Regions from separate parts of the Gossypium raimondii genome. Here region 1 is linked to region 2. A link is a contact called in public Hi-C data. All regions are on one chromosome and are shown on one strand. Each heading gives the region's core, a stretch centred on a gene start, on an enhancer-like site or on the middle of the called end of the contact. The rest is flanking DNA. Distances are from core to core; before and after follow the strand shown. Region 1 holds the start of LOC105794508 (meiosis-specific protein ASY1). Region 2 holds the start of LOC105794493 (squamosa promoter-binding-like protein 2).

Region 1 (5,107 bases), core at 1,516-4,015, 310 kb after region 2:
AATCCAAGACCTCAACACAGCTCTAATCATTTGGATAGTGTGGTATCAGTTGGTTTCATATATTACAAGCGTGCTTTAAAGGGCAACAGTACATAAACTGAACAAAGGAGACTGTTATTTTACCTCAGTATCAGAGTCGGAAGATTCATCCCTTTGAACAGAGTCAACACCAAGGCTTACTTCTTCATCTTCAATGTCGTCATTTTCATCCCCACAAGGATCAAGCACACTTTTCACCTGTACAAAGTCACCAGTATCGAAAACTTTGATTAATATACGAACCACAAATGCGATCCCTGCATCCAAAAAGCCTTCAAACAGTTACCTTGAGAGCTAACACAAAGTGCTTGCTGTTGACATTTCCAACTTCCATCCTTAAAGGATTTTTGATCCATGAATTGTGAGCTTCTTCTTCCGTACAGCCTCTAAAGAATGGAGGCTCATAGTCCATTGGCTGTACTTGATGAAATTAGCGCGTTAAATCTAAAAACTTTGACAAAACAGTTATAACAAAACAGTTACGCGAAGGAAAATCAGCACATAGACAAACAAGTAACGAGTTGCTTCAGTTCAATATGCATTGCAAGCATGCGACAGCTGGCCAAGTTTACGACATTTACCCGGAGAAGCGAACATATGCTCAACAACCAAATACCCAATCCACTTATATAGACAATAAGAATTCACAAATAATTTTAGCCCCAGACTTGATGTAGATGGTGAAGCAAAGTCTTCACGGGGAAAATAAGAAAGGCGTACCGTCACATCATCATAGTAGAGGAGTTTCATTAGTATAGTACGCTGAAACAGAAGATAGAATGAATATATCACAATTAATAATACCAATACAGCTGTATGTAAAAGAAATATTTAGAAAGCTTATTTGCTAAAATTTACCTCTTCAGGCATCTTATCGAGAGTTCTCATCAATTGAACCAGAGTACGGACCATTTTACAAGCAGAACTCCTGAAATTTTACGTTGTTATGGAAGTTTTAACTTAAAATTGCATCTCTGAACAACAATGGGTAGAAAATTCAAGATTATACTGGGTAGAATGAATCGAATTTTTATCACCTCATTTGATTGGGACTAACTTCAGTGGTGGAGTTGCAGATGAATGCTCTGCCATGCTTTTTGCTTCCAGTGCGATTAATATTCATCGAAACCTCTTGGGTATCAGAATTGGAATAGCTAAAAGAGACTGCATTGAGAAGGGATACTCAATCTGTTAAATCAAGAATCGAACCACTAAAACTTTGAATACGGTTAGAAAAACGGTGACTCGGAAATTTTACAGGAGTATTCCTCAATCATTGCTCCATCTATTGATTCGCATATGCAGAACAATAATGTTTTCAGGTACTTTTTCTGCAATGCATCATATACACCTGGGAAGAAGAGATAAATGATCGAATAATTAAATTCAAGGATGCGAAAACGATGAAAACAGGAAAAAGAAGTGAAGAATCAAAGGAAAACAACTTGCCTTTCTCCATCCAATCAATCAGTCTACGAGACTCTGCATCCAACGGCATTAGCTTCTTGATCTTCATCTCTAATGATAATTGTTACGATTTTGAAGAAATTAGCCATAGAGATTTTGGAAATTTTAAAATGAAATTTGTGAAAGTCTTAGATGAAGAAGCTTACCTAAAGCAGGGACGGATTTATCGTTGAAATAATTTTCTGGGAAAAGGCCTCTGATATAGCTAATATTGAAAATAGCAATACGAAGCAAGTTCCTCGTCTGTCAGGAGAAAAATCAATACACAAAGATGAGATCAAGTTAAATATATTTATAATCAAAGCTGCAATTCCAAAAGCTTCTAGGTCTAACTATGATAATAGAAAAAAGAAACTCGAATCCATTGTGCAGCAAAATTCACGAGAGAAACAGAAAGACAGAGCAAATTTTCTCGCGAAGTTGCGATGAAATATAAGGAATCAGTACTGAAAAAAAAAAAAAAAATTAACGGCGGGCATTACCAGCTATGAGCAAAATTTTCATCGAAGCGACAAAGCAAAATTAAAATGTTCAGATCTGCAGACTATTGGTACATACAAAGCCTTTAATATCCGAGTTTCCTAGAGACGTTAAATTTCAGCAAAAAACGAGAACAGAGATTTTGGTTTCTGCCTTCGTTGCATTCATCAGATTGAGTTTTATCGATGCACTCAAATTTTTGAAGATAAAAGAAGGAACTATATTACGATCAAACAGGAAAAAAACAGAGCAAAAAATTATGTAGCAACTAAGTATAGAACAGCAAACAAGCAAACTCAACGCTGTGTTGAGACATCAAATCAATGCCAGAGGGGAATAAAAGAAACGAGCTAGAACTGGATAGTTGAAATGTTTTACCAGAAGGAGGGAATCTTGCTCAGTGATCTCCGCTTCTTTAACCTTCTGCGCAACAACCTGAAAAGATAAAGCGGTACAAGTTATAACGAGATTGGAGTAGAGAAAATACGAAGAAAACGTGAAATCGTGATTATGGATAGGAAATGCTTTGATTTTAAAGCTCACCATTGTTGTAGAATTTTGATTAAGAGAGCTGAGAACTGAAATGGCAGAAAGCGAGGAGAAAGAGAAATTTTCAGAGAAAACTAGTGTTTGGCTTGGAAATTTGAATCAAATTAGAGAGAGAGAGAAACTAAGTAATGGAGGGAGAGAAATGAGCTTGGAGAGTTAGGGAGCCGCTATTTATAGAAGGTCGGTACATGGAATTTAAATTTTAAGCACGGCTAAATTAAAAATGCAGATGGTGTGTTTGAACTGTGAAGTGTAGTGATGAGGGATGAAATTGTTATTTTAAATGAACATTAAGGGCGTTTTGGTCGTGGAATGCTGACGTGGCAGCTTCAGCTTGGCCAATACATCATGAACTAAGCACTGGCTGCCGGGACTTGGAGTCCGTTGAAGCACCGTACCCACTTTTCCAATGAGAGACAGTTACATGAAAACTAGACGTCCGCTGAGCACCGTCGCGAGCTTGCTCATGAACCTCCGTTTTCCTTTTTCAAATAAAATGAAGGCTTAATCCATTGTTTATCCTTTTTTTTAACAAGTGAGTAAATTCTAATTTTATTTTCTCTATTTTTTTATTATAAGAATAATTAAGTTTCAATTTAATTATTATATTTAGCTCAAATTTGAGATTTAATTTATTTATTTTATTTTGATATAATTTGGTATATTAACTTTTACAATGTCATTAGTTAATCAATATTTTATTCTAATTAGAATAATGATGTGAATTTTTATAATTGTTAGTATTGTTAAATTTTTTATTAAATTCGTCAATTACAATATTTTGTTTTACATAGATATTAAGTGGTTTTTTGTTAAGATTATGCATAAATGTTATAAAATAATATATAAAAATAATGCATATGATAATATACAAAAGTAATGCAAGAATGTACACATGGTTATAAGGATATACACATGGTTATGCATAAATGTATAAATAAAATAATATTAACCTCAACACATACATAAAAAAATATATAAATTTATCATGCTTATTATCGTAAAGAAAGAATTTACCACCATAAATTATTGTCGATATATATCATGCATTACATAAATAAGAGTTATATATAGTACATAAATTCAATACATCAACATCACGTTTGGTTGGAGTGAATGGAATAAGACTGTAATGGAATAGAAATGTACTGGAATAAAGTTGTAGTAGAATAGAGTTGTAATCAGTAATTCAATTGTTTAGTTCAATGGAATTGAATAGAATGTAATAGTATTTTTATATTTGGTTGGATGAAATAGATGTTGTAATAGCATAAGAAAAAATATTTAAATGACTAGAATATCCTTAGTAGACTTTTTTTAGGTAGATGATTATTGTTATTGTTATTAAATTTTAATAAGATTATTAGTAAATATAATTTAATAAATATAGAAAGTAAATAATTAAATCATATTTCAATATAATTATTATTAAATATAATTTAATAAAATAATATATAATTTAATAATATTCTTAATATAATTATTATTAAAATATGAATTAATAAATATCATAATAAATAATTTAATCATATTTTAACATAATTATTAATACAATTTAATAAAATAATATATAATTTAATAACATTCTTAATATAATTATTATTTTAGGTACTTGATTAATTTTTCAAATTTGGGTTATTCTATTTCTTGTCGTTGTTCACTTTTCTATTGAATCAAATGCAAGGATGATCTCGGAAAAGGTCACAAAGAAAAGAAAAAGTGTAAAAAGGATAAATTTACACAATATTCCATTACTTTTTATATTCAAATTTGGCAAGGGTCACTATGGGGATGGTGAGAAGAGATATATTTTACATCCTAGAGGGGCTATAATTGGAGATACCATTATTTCTGGTACAGAAGTTCCTATGAAAATGGGACCTTTGAGTGCGGTTTGAACTATTGATTTATGTAATTAGAAGGAACCAATTAGGTCTATGACGAAACCTAAAAATCGATCACTGATCTAATTTGAGTACCTCTACAGGATAAACCTCAACAAAAAACTGAAGAGTAATGGCAGCAAGTGACTGAGTTCAGTAGTTTCTCATATAAAATTATTGACTCTAGAGATATAGTAATATGGAGAAGAAAAAATTGTTTCCAGCACCGGCAGAACCAGAAGTGCCCCTTGTTTCAAAGAGAGGAGGACGGGTTATTCACATTTCATTTGATGGTCAGAGGTGAATTGAAAGCTAAGTAGTGGTAATTCTAAAGTTTCTTCTGGGGAAAAATATAGATGTCTCCTAGTTACCCATAATATGTGGAAGTATCGACGTAATTTCATAGAGTCATTCAAATTTGAATGTCGCATGAAGAACATAAGCCGATGATCTAAACAGAAGACCTAGGATGCAGAAGATCATAACATGAGTGGTTCGACAGATTTGGATTCCTATATATCTACTCATGTGGTACTTCATTGTACAATATATATAAGAATTATATGATAAGAATTATATGAATCCATCTGTATAGATATCATCATCTACATCCGTAAAGTCGTATGCTTTGGAAGAAGCTTGTACAGTTTGGGAAGGGGTTTTGATTGATCGATCAAAAAGAAAAATCT
Region 2 (4,640 bases), core at 1,970-4,469:
GGAAGCCGGGGACCGTGCAGGTACAGGCACTCGGTTTACTAAGGAAGAAGTTCTCCAGAGTGATCTATGTGCCCTCCCATTCTCATCAGGCACCACAGGGATTTCAAAGGGTGTAATGCTGACCCATAGAAACTTAGTGGCTAACTTATGCTCCTCGCTCTTTAGTGTTGGATCGGAGATGATCGGTGAAGTCACCACATTAGGCCTAATTCCTTTCTTCCACATTTATGGTATCACCGGAATATGTTGTGCCACACTTAGGAACAAAGGGAAAGTGGTGGTCATGAATAGGTTCGATCTTCGGACATTCCTCAATGCACTGATCACACAAGAGGTCACATTTGCCCCCATTGTGCCACCGATAATTCTGGCCCTGGTTAAGAACCCCATAGTTGAGGAATTTGATCTTAGTAAGCTCAAACTCAGGGCTATAATGACTGCAGCAGCTCCATTAGCCCCTGAGCTTCTTGCTTCGTTCGAAAACAAGTTTCCTGGTGTCCAAGTCCAAGAGGTAAGCAATGACCCTTTTAAAGTCACTTGAATCTCATGCTTTGCCTTATAGTACTGGATACTTTATCTGTTTGATATTCTTTTTGCTACTAGGCATATGGACTAACTGAGCATAGCTGCATCACACTCACCCATGGAAACCCCATGAAAGGCCATGACACTGCAAAGAAAAACTCAGTTGGGTTTATCCTTCCTAATCTAGAGATCAAGTTCATCGATCCTGATACCAGTCGATCCCTTCCGAAGAATACCCCAGGCGAATTGTGTGTAAGGAGCCAATGTGTAATGCAAGGTGCAAAACAATAGTAACAGCTATACATCATAAGATCATTTGAAATCATATTGGAATGTAAAAAGGTTTTTGAACCTTACAGGTTACTATAAAAACAAGGAGGAGACAAATCGAACCATTGACAAGAATGGATGGCTCCATACAGGTGACATTGCTTATATAGATGATGATGGAGATATTTTCATTGTGGATCGCATAAAGGAGTTAATCAAGTATAAGGGTTTTCAAGTAAGCTCGCTCAACATTATGACATTTTTCTAGCTTTTTTCCTTTCTAAAGAAAAAACCAACCCATATACTTTTTTTAACTTGATCTCATAAACAGCAATAACCTTGTCATATTTCAGAGCAGTTGAATTGAATTGGCTAAAATTTGGAAGTGTTTGGTACTTTCACAGGTAGCTCCAGCGGAACTAGAGGCCATCCTCCTTACTCATTCCTCAGTCGAAGATGCAGCAGTGGTGCCGTAAGTATTAGCAACTATGTTTGCCACTGTATCCTATACAATATAATGATGCTCTAAATACATAAAAGGGTTAAATATTATCCAAATTCTTTTATTTAGATCTGTCCAAGTTATTTTTATTTTTTTTAAATGTGTTACTTTTTTATATTTAATATTTTCTAATTTTATATATAATTTTGTTTTATGAAACTTTCAAACATAAATAAATTAATATATTTTAATAATTACACTATGTATAATGGCTATATATATAATTTTATATGATTTAAATTATAATATATTATAACATTGAGAAATAGATTAAACTCAGAGCTTGATACATATTTTAAACGGATATTTTTATTTTCGAACTTATATATTTTTGTCCAATCTCTTTCAAATATGAGACAAATTTTTATTATTTTGTAGAATATATTTAAGTATTGAATAGATAAAGTCATACTTGTATTAAACATGTACCTATTTGTTACACTCAAACTCAATGAAGAGTGGAATTGAAATACAGGCTGCCTGACGAAGAAGCAGGGGAAATTCCGGCGGCATGCGTTGTGATGAACCCAAATGCCAAAGAAAACGAAAGGGACATAATGGAGTACGTAGCCTCCAATGTTGCACACTACAAGAAAGTGAGGGTTCTGCAATTTGTGGACACCATTCCCAAATCCCCATCTGGCAAAATCATGCGAAGGCTTTTGAAAGATAAGATGATGGAAAATATGCCCAAACCCCCTTCCTATTCCTAATTCCAACATTTCCTTCAATAAAATCCCTTTCTTTTCATTTACTCAAAGTAATCCATCTCATTGTTATGATCTTATGTTTAAAATGAAAAATGAAAATGCTTGCAGTCTCCTTATATATAATAATATTAATAATAGCAATATGTTACTATCTCTGTTTCTGCTACTTGATTTGGTAGTTAAGAGGGGACAAAGTGTCAATGTGAATAATTGTATATTAGGGTTTAGAAATAAAAATGTCAAAATATGTTACAAATAATTGTTAAAGGGATCCTAAAAGATTAGAATGAAAAAAGGGGGGTTTAAAGGATAGGTTGACAGTTGACACCCATATTTGATTGTACGTACGGTGGAAGCTCTGGGTTGACAAATTTGCTCAGAGTTAATGACATTATATTTTAATACTGAGTTTAAAGGTTTATTTTAATGGTGAAAGTGAGAAAGATCCACCATCTAAACACAAATTGTGGTCCCTTGGATAGGTGAATTATTTTAATGTTTTGATGCTAGTATGATTATCATAATCCAAAAAATTGGACTTCCTTAATTATAATATGACAGAACATAGAATAATCATCAAAAACCTGAGAGTTAGTTGATATATTTTAAAACCAAAAATAGAAAAAGGTTTCATTAACTTATAATAATTAATGTCAAGTAGATTTTGCAGCACAAACTCTTAATTCAGGAATTGTAGGGATGATTTATTCTTTTTAATATTTTGAATTCTGCCCCGCCTTTCCAATAATCTGCATTGTTTTATTTTTAATCAAATTCTTTAAATTCTTATTTTCTAATTTTTGTATTTTTTAAAATTTGGAATTTTATTATAAGATCAACATTAAATTTATTTATTAATACGTTGCTTTTTTATAGGTAAAATTTTAATTAACAATTAAGGGATTAAAAATACAACATCGGATAATATAATTAATAGACCTAATATTAGTTGGGCTGGCTACCTGTAACTGACGAGAAAAAGGCAACCCTTTCATTACCGTCCAAAAAACTACTACTCCATAGTCCATACTCCATAACCTGCAAAAGTTGCAATGCAATCAGCTTTTGTACTGGCACGTGTCATTATTTTAAATAAATTCTACCTAATTTAATTTCTGCATTTAAAAAAAAAGTTACTGCAGCAGTAATAATACAACAAACAAATAAATAAATAATAATAATAAAAGGAAATAATTTCTTCCAAAAAAGCTAGGCTTTAATTATTTTTTGCGCCACTCTCACCACCTCTTTCGTTGCTTGTCCTTCCATTTTCAGTCTGTGAAAGAGACCCTGACTCGGTCTCAGACTCGGACTCGGCTGTGGGCTGTGCTTTGCTGTACCTTATCTCCTTTCTTTTTCAAGATCTTTAATCCTTCTGCTCTTTCTTTTTCTATTCTTTCTGCCCACCATTGAAGTACGCATCGGTAAGTAACTCAATCTCACCAGAAAGCATTTGCCTTGCCTTTTCTTTCTTTCTTTCTTCTTCTTTTATATATGTTTTCACTTTGTTTTTACTAAACGCCGTTAATAAATAGGAAAGATAAAACAGAGTTTTCATTTTGGATTAACAAAGAAAGCAATAATGAGGTACTGGAGTTTCTAAAAATGGGGAAACATCTCTTGTTTTTGCGGCTCAGATTGAAACATCATTTTCTTCCTATCTTCTACCTTTATTATGTGAACTTGTTTTAACTTTAGAAAGAAAAAAAAAAGAAGGTAAAGTGCGTTTTTTTTTTTTTGTTATGGTTCCTTTTCTTTTCTTGTTTTCTGGGGAAAATAAATGGAAACGACTGCGTTTATGTTTGTTAAAAGGGTTCCTTTTTATTATTTTTTACCTTGTATTTCTGGCTGAAAGCTGAGAAGAATTTATCAAAACATTAAAAGGAAAAACGATATGACGAATGATATCTAAGAAGGGGACCAAATACTTTCTATTTTTTTAGTAAAAATGAATATTTTAGTTTATATGTTTGTTCTATTTCTGTTTCAATGCAAAACTTCATATATATTGTATGGAGAAAAAAATTGTGAGTAGAATTTCTTTTTTGTTTATTTTTTTGGTTGACATGTATGGTATTTGTTGATTGATTTTAATGGTTCTCGTGGGGGTTCAAGTAAAAATGGTTGTCGGGATAGCTTTTTATACATCAGTATGGTAGATATTTTTCGGTACAAGAATTTATGGTAGATTAGGGTTTCATTGAATTTTGTTTTGTACAGTAGTTGTGGGTCTGAGTCAGGGACCTACTTTGCAAGATTTCCCAGATAATTGAATTGGAATTATTGAAAGTGTTAGAGTGTTTTTTAGACTAGGTTACTTGATTAAAACGTGAATCCTTTTATTTGTTTAATTTTTGGGTTCCTCTACTTGGACTTTGTTACTGCTTCTTAGAATTATTGAAGATAGTGGGGCGAGCAGAGAGAGAGAGAGGGAGCTGCTTTGTTAAAGAGGCTAGACCGGGTAGTTATTGTTGGATGGGTTAATAGATAAGCTAAATTTTTCTAGAGTTTTGGTGGTGGAATTTACTGCTGATGTTGAAGGTTTATGGAACACTACTATGTTTTTACTTGGGGTTGAAGATCAGCTTACATTCGTACAAGACTCGTATAGAGAGACAGTTTGGAACTATGGT

Evidence for each region. A called contact is a pair of places that touch in the nucleus more often than the background predicts.
Region 1: a contact with region 2 is called in a Hi-C map of leaf, with 4 times the contacts expected there. The contact joins the promoter of LOC105794508 here to the promoter of LOC105794493 in region 2. A contact is called at or near these places in 2 of 2 Hi-C or Micro-C datasets (both in leaf).

The regions. Positions count from the first base shown.
Region 1 is chr3:48,218,686-48,223,792 of ASM2569854v1, forward strand. It overlaps LOC105794508 (meiosis-specific protein ASY1), which reads right to left and starts at 2,766. Exons shown (of 22, transcript XM_052628440.1): 1 at 2,530-2,766; 2 at 2,365-2,421; 3 at 1,653-1,749; 4 at 1,489-1,557; 5 at 1,298-1,390; 6 at 1,077-1,203; 7 at 898-967; 8 at 760-801; 9 at 326-454; 10 at 124-237. The coding sequence starts at 2,532.
Region 2 is chr3:47,905,608-47,910,247 of ASM2569854v1, forward strand. It overlaps LOC105794493 (squamosa promoter-binding-like protein 2), which reads left to right and starts at 3,220. Exons shown (of 5, transcript XM_012623680.2): 1 at 3,220-3,431. It overlaps LOC105794492 (4-coumarate--CoA ligase-like 1), which reads left to right. Exons shown (of 6, transcript XM_012623678.2): 2 at 1-511; 3 at 604-802; 4 at 885-1,030; 5 at 1,200-1,267; 6 at 1,773-2,114. The coding sequence ends at 2,010.